2 separate regions of the Triticum aestivum genome follow, and region 1 is linked to region 2. A link is a contact called in public Hi-C data. All regions are on one chromosome and are shown on one strand. Each heading gives the region's core, a stretch centred on a gene start, on an enhancer-like site or on the middle of the called end of the contact. The rest is flanking DNA. Distances are from core to core; before and after follow the strand shown.

Region 1 (4,753 bases), core at 355-2,854, 79 kb before region 2:
GAAAACATACACGCATCACTCCTAAAACAAGGGCAGAGTGATGTACTAGAAGGCTAAACACGGAATGGGGTGAGAGCAGCCACTAAGGCCGGCACTTAACAACCTCTTGCCATGTGACCATAGGCCGGACCTAAAACTCAAGTAGACCCAAAACTATTAGCTTTTGCCAGGACCTTATATATTTTAAAAAAATGTGAACATCAACCGTAAGTAAAGTACAAGTTGTCGTAATTTAACTTTGCTGGTCATAAACTTCCACGCTACAACCAAAACAAGATGGTAACTTGATTTACAAATAAAAACTAGCTAGACAAGAAAAACCATTTGGCAAGTCTAACCAGCCGTAAACTACCCCTCCCAATGCCTCACGATTCTCCCACAAAACAAAGACAAACCCCCCGAAAACAAACAGCCACTGGACATATATTTTACTAGGATCTGCCCACCTCATGTGCCAAGCGAACAGCCAGCAACATGTGTGTGCACCTTATAAAATATGCCTCTACTGGTAAGTAGCTGCAGATTGTACCTTATTGTATGCACCACATGTGTCTCAGTGTGTGTGCCCATAAAATAGGCGCCTTCTCGCCCCTGGGGCCGAATCAGAGGCGAGCAGCCGTGCTGACCTCTCTCTCCTCATCTTGTCTGTCCTGCCACAATAGCTGGCCCTGCAGCGGCAATTTCTAATTGCAAGAAGATAACCTGAAATAAGTTCAGAGACAGTCGACTAATTAAATATTGCCCTTAACAGACTCACGTTGCGAATATTATATCTGGATGCATTCATGATTTTATTTGGGGATCTTAAGTTTTGAGGTTGAAGGCAATACACCAATGGAGGATCAGTTTAATATGCCAACAAAATAAGACAAGCATGTTCGGTCTTCAGTGGCAGATCAATTGTGTGCAGCAGGTTGCAACAAGAGTAGTTCAAACTTAGCATCTGTATGTAATAATAACAAGACAACTAATAAGACTAAGCTTGTGCATGATAACATATCCAGTTTTAATTCCACGTATGAGCCTATTTGATTATTATAATACGGTAGTACTACATACACTTGGAAATTAAACAAAAGTATGTAGCACAAATATCCTTCCGATCTAGCTCAACCTGAAAGCGCAATGAAATTCTGAAGAGGCACAGGAAGGTCAAATCATCAAATTGCAATGCAAAATTAATATAGCCACTTGATGCAGCTAACTAGCCCACTTGGGTTAAACTCAACTTCATACTTGAACAATCAAACAGTAGTCCATACATACAAACACACACACATACATACACAAACAAATTATGTATGCCAGTAATAATATGAGCTAGCATAAAATACAGCTGTTTTGACACCTACCAATAAGCATGCATGTTGAAAAATCTGATCCAACAACTGGCATTTTGGGGCTCATCATCTGCCTAACTCGCATAACGGCTCTCCCTATAGCATGACAAGGACAAGCTCACATGAGCTCAACCAGATAATCAATGGGCCCCACCCTAGCTAGCTAGCAAGCTAGCTCTCTAGCTCTCACACCCCATCCTCCTTCCTCTCCTTTAAAAAGCAAGCTACATGTATTGTGCCCACTCTTTCCCCCACCCCTCCATCATACAGTACATTGCACACACAACTACACACGTATACGTACACATACATACATACACACTACACACACTAGCTAAGCAAGCTAGGACAATTACCTTTGGTTGCAAGCCAAAAGCAAGCATCCATCCATCCAGAGCCAGCAGCCTCATCTCCATTTCTCCCCCTCCTCCCCTTCCTCCGGCCTCTCACCAAGAACCTTCATAGTACCCACCCCCCACCCTTCACATCCACCCTTCTTCCTCCTTCGCTTCCTCTTCTTGCCTGGACCCTGCAAGAAACCCAAGCTCTAGCAGGCAGATCGAGCTGTTCCCCTCCTTCCTAGCCAGTTCCACAGGTTCTCCTGCCTATTCCAGTCGGCCGAGAATTCTAAATTCCAATCCCCCAAGCTAGCCAAATATTTTAAGCCCACCCAAATCCTATACTTATAAACAACAGTAACAGCACAGCACTGGGAGTGGGAGAAGGGGAGCACCAGCTCGCTAGCTAGCTGCCGGTCAAAGGTCAAGGAGAAGGAGCAAGCAGGCAAGGGGAGGGAAGGGAGGAAGGAGGCATCATCTACCTAACCTACCTCTCCTCCATCGGTGCGCATGGAGTTCACCGCAATCAGGGCCTCCACCGCGGCCGCTGCCGGATGCTCTTCGCCGCCGCCTACGGCGGATCATAAGGCCGAGGAGGAGGCGGCGGGGGCGGTGGAGAAGGAGCACATGTTCGACAAGGTCGTGACCCCGAGCGACGTGGGCAAGCTGAACCGGCTGGTGATCCCGAAGCAGCACGCGGAGAAGTACTTCCCGCTCGACACCTCCTCCACCGACAAGGGCCTCCTGCTCAGCTTCGAGGACCGCGCCGGCAAGCCGTGGCGCTTCCGCTACTCCTACTGGAACAGCAGCCAGAGCTACGTCATGACCAAGGGCTGGAGCCGCTTCGTCAAGGAGAAGCGCCTCGACGCCGGGGACACCGTCTCCTTCGGCCGCGGCGTCGGGGAGGCCGCCAGGGGCAGGCTCTTCATCGACTGGCGCCGCCGCCCCGACGTCGTCCTCCCACCCGGGCACCACCGGGGCTTTGCTCTCCCCTCTGTGCCCTTCTCGCCGTGGATGGCGCACCCGGCCGGACCCGGCGGCGCTGGCGGCAGGATGTTCCTCCAGGCGACTTCCCCGGCGACCCTCTACGACTACGACGCCTACCAACACCACCACCAGCGGCGACACATCGGGTACGACGGGTACGGGGCGGCGCCCGGCAGGCAGGTGGTGTACTACCAGCCGCAGCAGCAATACCACCACCAGCACCCGTCGCTGGTCCTGGAGTCGGTGCCGGTGCGCATGAGCATGGCGGCAGCGCCAGCGCACCCGGAGCCGTCCGCCGTGGCGACGTCGGGGTCGAAGCGGGTGCGGCTCTTCGGGGTGAACCTCGAGTGCGCGGCGGACGCCGAGGAGGACTTCAGCGGGCCCGGGAGAACGGCGACAACGGCGCTGCAGCTGCTGTCACCGGCCTCCTCCTCATCGTCGTCGTCCGGGAAAGCGAGGTGCTCTTTGAATCTTGACTTGTGAAGCGCTAAAGTGTGGGCGTTCGCACGATCCACTACTACTACCACTACTGCTACTCAGATTCTGACACAAACGGGGTCGCCGCCGGCCGTTCGCAAAGGAGAAATTAACCTGTCGATCGGAGAAGTAAACAAATGCGGCGGAGGCGGCGGCCGCCGGTGCATGCGTGGAGCATCTAGCCTCTTCGTAATCTCTTCCTTTGGTATATAGCTCATGATCCCTCCTTAATTATTAGCCAGTTCAGTGCAGTGTGAGAAGAAACACGAAAAGAACAATTTAAGCAGCGGCAGCAGCAACAACAAAAAATCTTTCTATCTTGATTGATGCATGGTTTCTTCTATTTGCTCTGATTTGCATTCCTTCCACAATTTCCCCTTGTGTGCTTGATTATAATTAAGTTTTCTTAGCATGAACTCTCGTTCTTTTCATTTGGGGACTTAAATACAGGGAAATTATTGTGTAGAAAGAGAAAATTGTATCTATATAGCATGAGCCCATGACCGAGCCTAGGAGACATAGTGTGCTCCCCACATAAGATAACAATTAATATGCACCGTTATACACATACAATACATGCAAGTATCTTGGAGGTTGGATGCAATGTTCAATTAACAAATTGATTGTGCTGTAATTGTGCACATGGATTGTTCTTGTTGCTGCTGCTCTAGTGTGGGCATATGCAGGTCAATTGGGCTCTCCTTCCAAAGCTACCTAGCTGTAGGGTGAGGAGAGGTTGCCTTTAAAATGTAGCTTAGCAGCAAGCAAGCCAGTATGCCAGCCAGCCTTGTAGCTTGCTTGCTAGGACAGGCAGTCATGGCAGAGGCCTGGAGGTCAGACCCTAAATCCTTCTCCTACACATGCCTGCCTGCCTGCCTGCCTGCCTGCCTGCAATTACATACATTCATACACATCCATCTCTCCCTCTCTCTCTACGTCTCTCTCTCTCTCTCTCTCTCTCTCTCTCTCTCTCCTCTGCTCATATATACTCTCTCTCTCTCCACAGTAGTACTATAGCACTGTTGCACTGCTTGATTTGGCTTGGGCATTTGTCCCATGTGCAATTCCTTCGTCCCTGCTGCTTCAGCTTCTGCTGCGGCTGCTGTTTCTTCTGCGGCAACACCACGGCATCTATGCCTTGGGAGTGAAATGTTCATCAGGCACCGTACACCATGCATGCCAGCGTACATAACTGTATACGCAGGCAGAACTAAATGCCAACATGTGTGTATATGTATGCATGCATGCCATCCAGCCAGGCTTTGAGCTGCTACCAAGAAGGTGTAGTAAAAAAGGAAGAATTAAAGCTGTTCGTTAGTAAAAAGCTAGCTGCTTCCGTAGATCCTTCCCTCCTGCAGTCCTGCTGGACCTCGGTTCTTCCCCAGAGAGAGATAGAGAGTGAGAGATCCATGTGGGTGCACTGCAAAACCGCAGAAAGCACATTGCAATATTGCATCAGGTACAGGACGTAGGAGGCTATGCACAGCATTGCATGGCTCGATTAGTACTACATCGATCTGGATTCAGGTAGTACTACTGGGCAGTGATGAACCATCAGTAATCTCTGCATGGAGGAGTAACTTTGAGCCATGTGTCACCCATTATTAGGCC
Region 2 (4,624 bases), core at 1,190-3,689:
ACGGCGTGCCCAATCATGCATGGGCCGATGGCTGCATGCGAGCGTCTCATATTCCTTCCCCTCTCACGCGTGGTACGAGCGATTTTGGCAGTCGATGACACGCAGATGAGATTGGGAGGAATTATTGATTTGCAGGTAGTACTCCATGCATTAGTTAACCTGTAAAGTGTGAAGGCCGTGACCTTGACAACTACGTGTACAGTAGGGTACTGTACGCAGTGTGTGTACTCGATCGGGCGCTCCAGTGTGGATCTGAATGGCAGAACAAAAAAAGCTTCCATGCCTCCGCGCTGTTCATGGCTTGCTCATTGACGGGTACACACACCCACTGTGGCCTGTGGGGGGGACAGGGACACCGCTGGAAAGAGGGTTAATTTTAACTGGGGTCTGGGGCAACTGGATCATCCATAGTGTTGTCATGTGAGGGAGAACTGTTCATTGCTCAAAGCAAATAAAGGATGCAGATGTTGATATATATATATAGGCCCAACTAGTCAAACAGTTTTCGGCAAAGATGATCAGATGGTTAGTATCCTAGGCTTCCGACGCTTTTCCGCCTGTCCAAGATGCAAGTTGAGCGAACCCTAAATTTGTGTCGAGATAGGTAGAGATTTTAGTTTCAGGGTTATAATGTTACTTGTTAGTAGGACAGTTGTTACTCCCTCCGTTCATAAGATGATATAAGATGTTATTACAACCGATATATGAGTATGTTAGAAGTTCTTAGAACCGACATATGAGTATGTTATTACAACCGATATGTGAGAATACTTGTATATCAGTTCTAATAACATCTTATATTATGGGACAGGGGAGTATATTTTATTACATAGTTAGATATATACACCTGAAATAAAAGAAAAGATATATACACCTGGGCATCCCAACCGTGGTTCCTTTCTATATTGTTGTTGCCGTTCGGTGAATACGGAATTTTACAAAGCTCACATAATAACACCGTGGTCACCACATGCCTAATGGGAAGCAAAGAAATGTAAATATCCCTTCACAAGTTCTAGCTCAGGTCTTGCTACTCGGACAGAAATGATAACTACATCAACTAAAAAAGTAAGTACACAAGTAGCTTGAATTTTCACTATTAGTAAAATCATGATTGTTTGCGACAAGTTGCGAAAATAATTACCTTATTCATTTGCTGATACCGGGTTTTTGTTACTGGTTATATCTACCAGCAAAAGAACTTATTATAACATGGTTCTTTCTAAACGGTAGGGATGGGCTAGTACACAGAGAATGCATCGACATTAATCTTGTTTCAAAAAACTCATTGAAACAAGTCAAACGGTTTCAAAATCAGACATTTGGTTCAAAATATATGACCCTTTTTGTTTGAAAAAAAAACAGACATGCTTATTGATGGGAGAGTGAGATGATGAGCGTGGATAAAAGGACTATTTTGCAAATGTGCCAGCTATCCATCTTCAGCTATATCACACCCCCCCTAGGTTTTCTATCCAATGGCTCATTCATTTATCCCGGGCGCATTTTGTGCATGAACCGGGCCGGTGCACCGAATACGTTCCCCGAATACACAAACCATGGAAACCACTCGACGCAAGAACAAATGAGTGACAATCATACATGCTTTCTATTTTTTGCGGGTGAAACAGTCATACATGCTGACCATGAGGGTGGCTCTCTCGAAAAACACACAGCTCAACCACCTTTGGCCAAATCTTTGCAACCACTTGCTTAATTTGCGATTTTCTAGAACTCGTGTGCCGATTAAAAAAACGAGACCAACCCAGACTAGACTAGCCTGTTGGCATTTTTTTTATAGAAGAAAACTCCGTTAGCACCAAACGCTCAAGCCGAGACTTGAATCCTGATGGGCTGGCTGTGAATTCCCGCGCCTTGCCAACTGAGCTACGCTCAGCTCTCCGTGTGCCGATCACTAGATGGCTGATGCGGATCAGAAAAGCGTAAAGCGCCATATTGTGAGTTCTGGCTTGGATCTCCTGGAAGAAGTGGTAACTAGCCGAACAAGCACCATGAACTTTTCCAAGCGGGACCACAATCGTTCGAGGAAAAGTCGTGAAAATAACTCGCTTCCCTATATTATCTTTTTTTGCATTTTTTTACAGCTTTTCCCACAAAATTTCACACTGTGCCGACACAGTACTCCCTCAACGGTAAGTACAACGAGAGATAGGCCAGCAGCAGCCGGTACACGAGCCATGAAAGCCTCCGGATGTAGGAACAGAAGAGCAACTGTTGTGTCCCCGCAGCGAAGTTCTGGGTCCCCACCGCGGGGCCCACCTGGCAGGAGGCGTGGCCTTGGCAGCGGCGGACAGCGTGGCAGTGTCGGCGCAGGCTCTCATTCCCTGCTATTGATTCCTCTGAGCATGGCGTTGCCAGCCACCGCCAGCTGGGCCACAGCCCTGTGGACCCGGAATGCCAGTGAGTGGCGGGTAAGGAAGCCAGTGCACGTAAGCCTATACTCAGGACAAAACTGCACGCGCCGCGGGCCGGGCCAGCTGTGCGTGCAGGCCTCTGCTGCCGCGCGGGATGGATCTTCCGCCGCGAGCGCGCACCATGTCACCCGCTGCGACGCGGGCCCAGATTTGCTCGGCGACCACCTGTCAGCCAGCGCACAGCGCAGTGACTGCGCTCGCGCGGCTCCCAAGAAGCTAGACGATCCAAACTCCTTGGCTTATCCTACGCTGCAAGGCGAAGGTGGCTGCAGCCCGCATGCAGGTGATCCTCCTGAATCGAGCGCCCAGGCCGAGCATTTTTGTATAGAAAAATACAGGCAGGTTAAGAATGGTGGCTAGAGATCGTGAGCAAGATGGCTCGATCGGTCATGGGATCTCGGCGAGGAAGTTCGGACATCCTCATGGGTAAGTTTATCGCAATTGCTAAATGTCAATTGACTGACTTTAGCTATTGTGGTCAGTCGATTTTGAATGAAGGAAGAAGAAGGAAGGAGCTCGTCAAAGGGCTATCCCATTATCTATCTTAGGGTTTAGCGTGGGCGGTGATGGGGCTTCGCCGGACAAAAAGTCTGGACGTGGCCGGGGCTAGAGAGATGGGCCGGGGGTGGTGGCAAGACCGGCGGTGGGGGCGGTTCAGGGGAAGGCGGTGCGGCGAGGCGGTCGCGGGTGGAAGAAGAAATCTGGAGGTAGAAGAAGCAACCTGCGCCGTTTATTTTTCAACCAACAGCTGAAACAAAATCGACTGGCCCAAATTCGTTTCTCAATCGACTAGCATCTAGCCATTCCCTTAGTTTACCTTGTGCCGCGTGCTTCACATCTATCAAAATCCAATTGTTTTTCTCCACAACTATGAAATGATTGTTACATCAAAACCCAGTTATTCACTCTACAAGAATGAAATGCTTGCTACTACGTTTAATTTACTTGGTTTAACATGTATTGTTTTGGTTGTGTTTTTCATCCCGCTAGGTCCTCTTTGCTATGCCCAATGCTTCTGCTATTTTCAATCCATTGTTCTGTTGCAATAATAAGCAAGTCGAGTTGCCCTATGCTCGTATCCAGACTTAGAAGACGGTTTTGACTCGATTATCCAGTAAATTACAACACCCAGATAGCATTTCACTTCCGAGCAATTAAACCTCACTAACGAGCACCCCGTCCTTCAGTGTAGACTGCCCATCGAGCCCAGAACGGAACAGGCGACCCCTCATCAATGGCGGAGACATGGGGACCACCAGAGGCCTGCCCCCCTAACATCAGTGATTTACTCCTAATTTGCCGATGAAAAGTGCATTGTTGGTGATTATTTGTTGCTAAAAACCTATCTTTTCTATAGACTGGCCCTCCCCAATCAGTTTTAACACCATCCGGCCCTCCTTCCATTTTTTCTGGCTGCGCCACCGCCCCTCATTTTCATCGCTTTTTTTAGAAAAGGAGGAGAACCCCCAGCCTCTGCATCTGGGCGATGCATACGGCCACTTTATTAATTATTCTCATAAGACCTTACAAAGTGATACAACAGTAAGACTAAAGCCACCGTCTATGCAACAACTGTCGCTACTCCTATCCAATTGATGAAGGGGCGCTGATAGTCTGGGTCTAATACCAAACAGACATCACAGCCAAACCTAAATATCTAAGACCTGAGGTCCCAACCCGGACGCCTGCCGGGTATGGGGCACCTACCAGTCCGGCGCACTCCTCAACCAGGACGCCTACCGGGTATAAGGCCGCGGCAGCCACCTGCCACCAATCCATCTTCAGTGTGTACTGCTGCACCACCTTGCCCGGCCTCTCTGCCATCGATGCCACCACGGCGCCTGATAACGGCACCCTCCTGCGCGAGTCCCTCGCCAAACATCGGGCGCCGAGTCTCCACCGCGCCACGCCACCGAGAAATGCCACCATTAATGTGCAGGATGAAGCACCGCTCCACCAATTATTCCACCCACTGGTCCCTCGAGCCCATGTACACCTCCAAGAATGACACCACAAGAGGAAAACGACACAATAATGTCGCCGTCATCCGGTCTACTGATCTAGGGTTTCCCCCGGATGTAGCAGATAGTGGCCTGGAACTTCTCAACAGCGATGCCTTCAACAAGGGAACGACACCGAAAAGTGCCGCCATCGCCGGCCTCGGCAGCAGCCGCGAGCAGGTCTTCACC

Evidence for each region. Hi-C and Micro-C count contacts between places; a contact is called where the count stands out from the background.
Region 1: a contact with region 2 is called in a Hi-C map of leaf, with 3 times the contacts expected there. The contact joins the promoter of LOC123093782 here to the enhancer-like site in region 2. A contact is called at or near these places in 2 of 5 Hi-C or Micro-C datasets (both in leaf).

Annotation. Positions count from the first base shown.
Region 1 is chr4B:640,915,582-640,920,334 of IWGSC CS RefSeq v2.1, reverse strand. LOC123093782 (B3 domain-containing protein Os03g0120900) reads left to right here and starts at 1,604. Exons shown (of 1, transcript XM_044515835.1): 1 at 1,604-3,558. The coding sequence starts at 2,189. The coding sequence ends at 3,148.
Region 2 is chr4B:640,837,681-640,842,304 of IWGSC CS RefSeq v2.1, reverse strand. No RefSeq gene overlaps it. Among protein-coding and RNA genes, the nearest start is that of LOC123093781, 34 kb to the right of the region's middle. Within about 2 kb of position 2,439, at least 7 of the 8 cell types and tissues checked have an H3K27ac peak or open chromatin away from gene starts, as enhancers often do. A contact at or near this core is called in leaf, where this site is marked.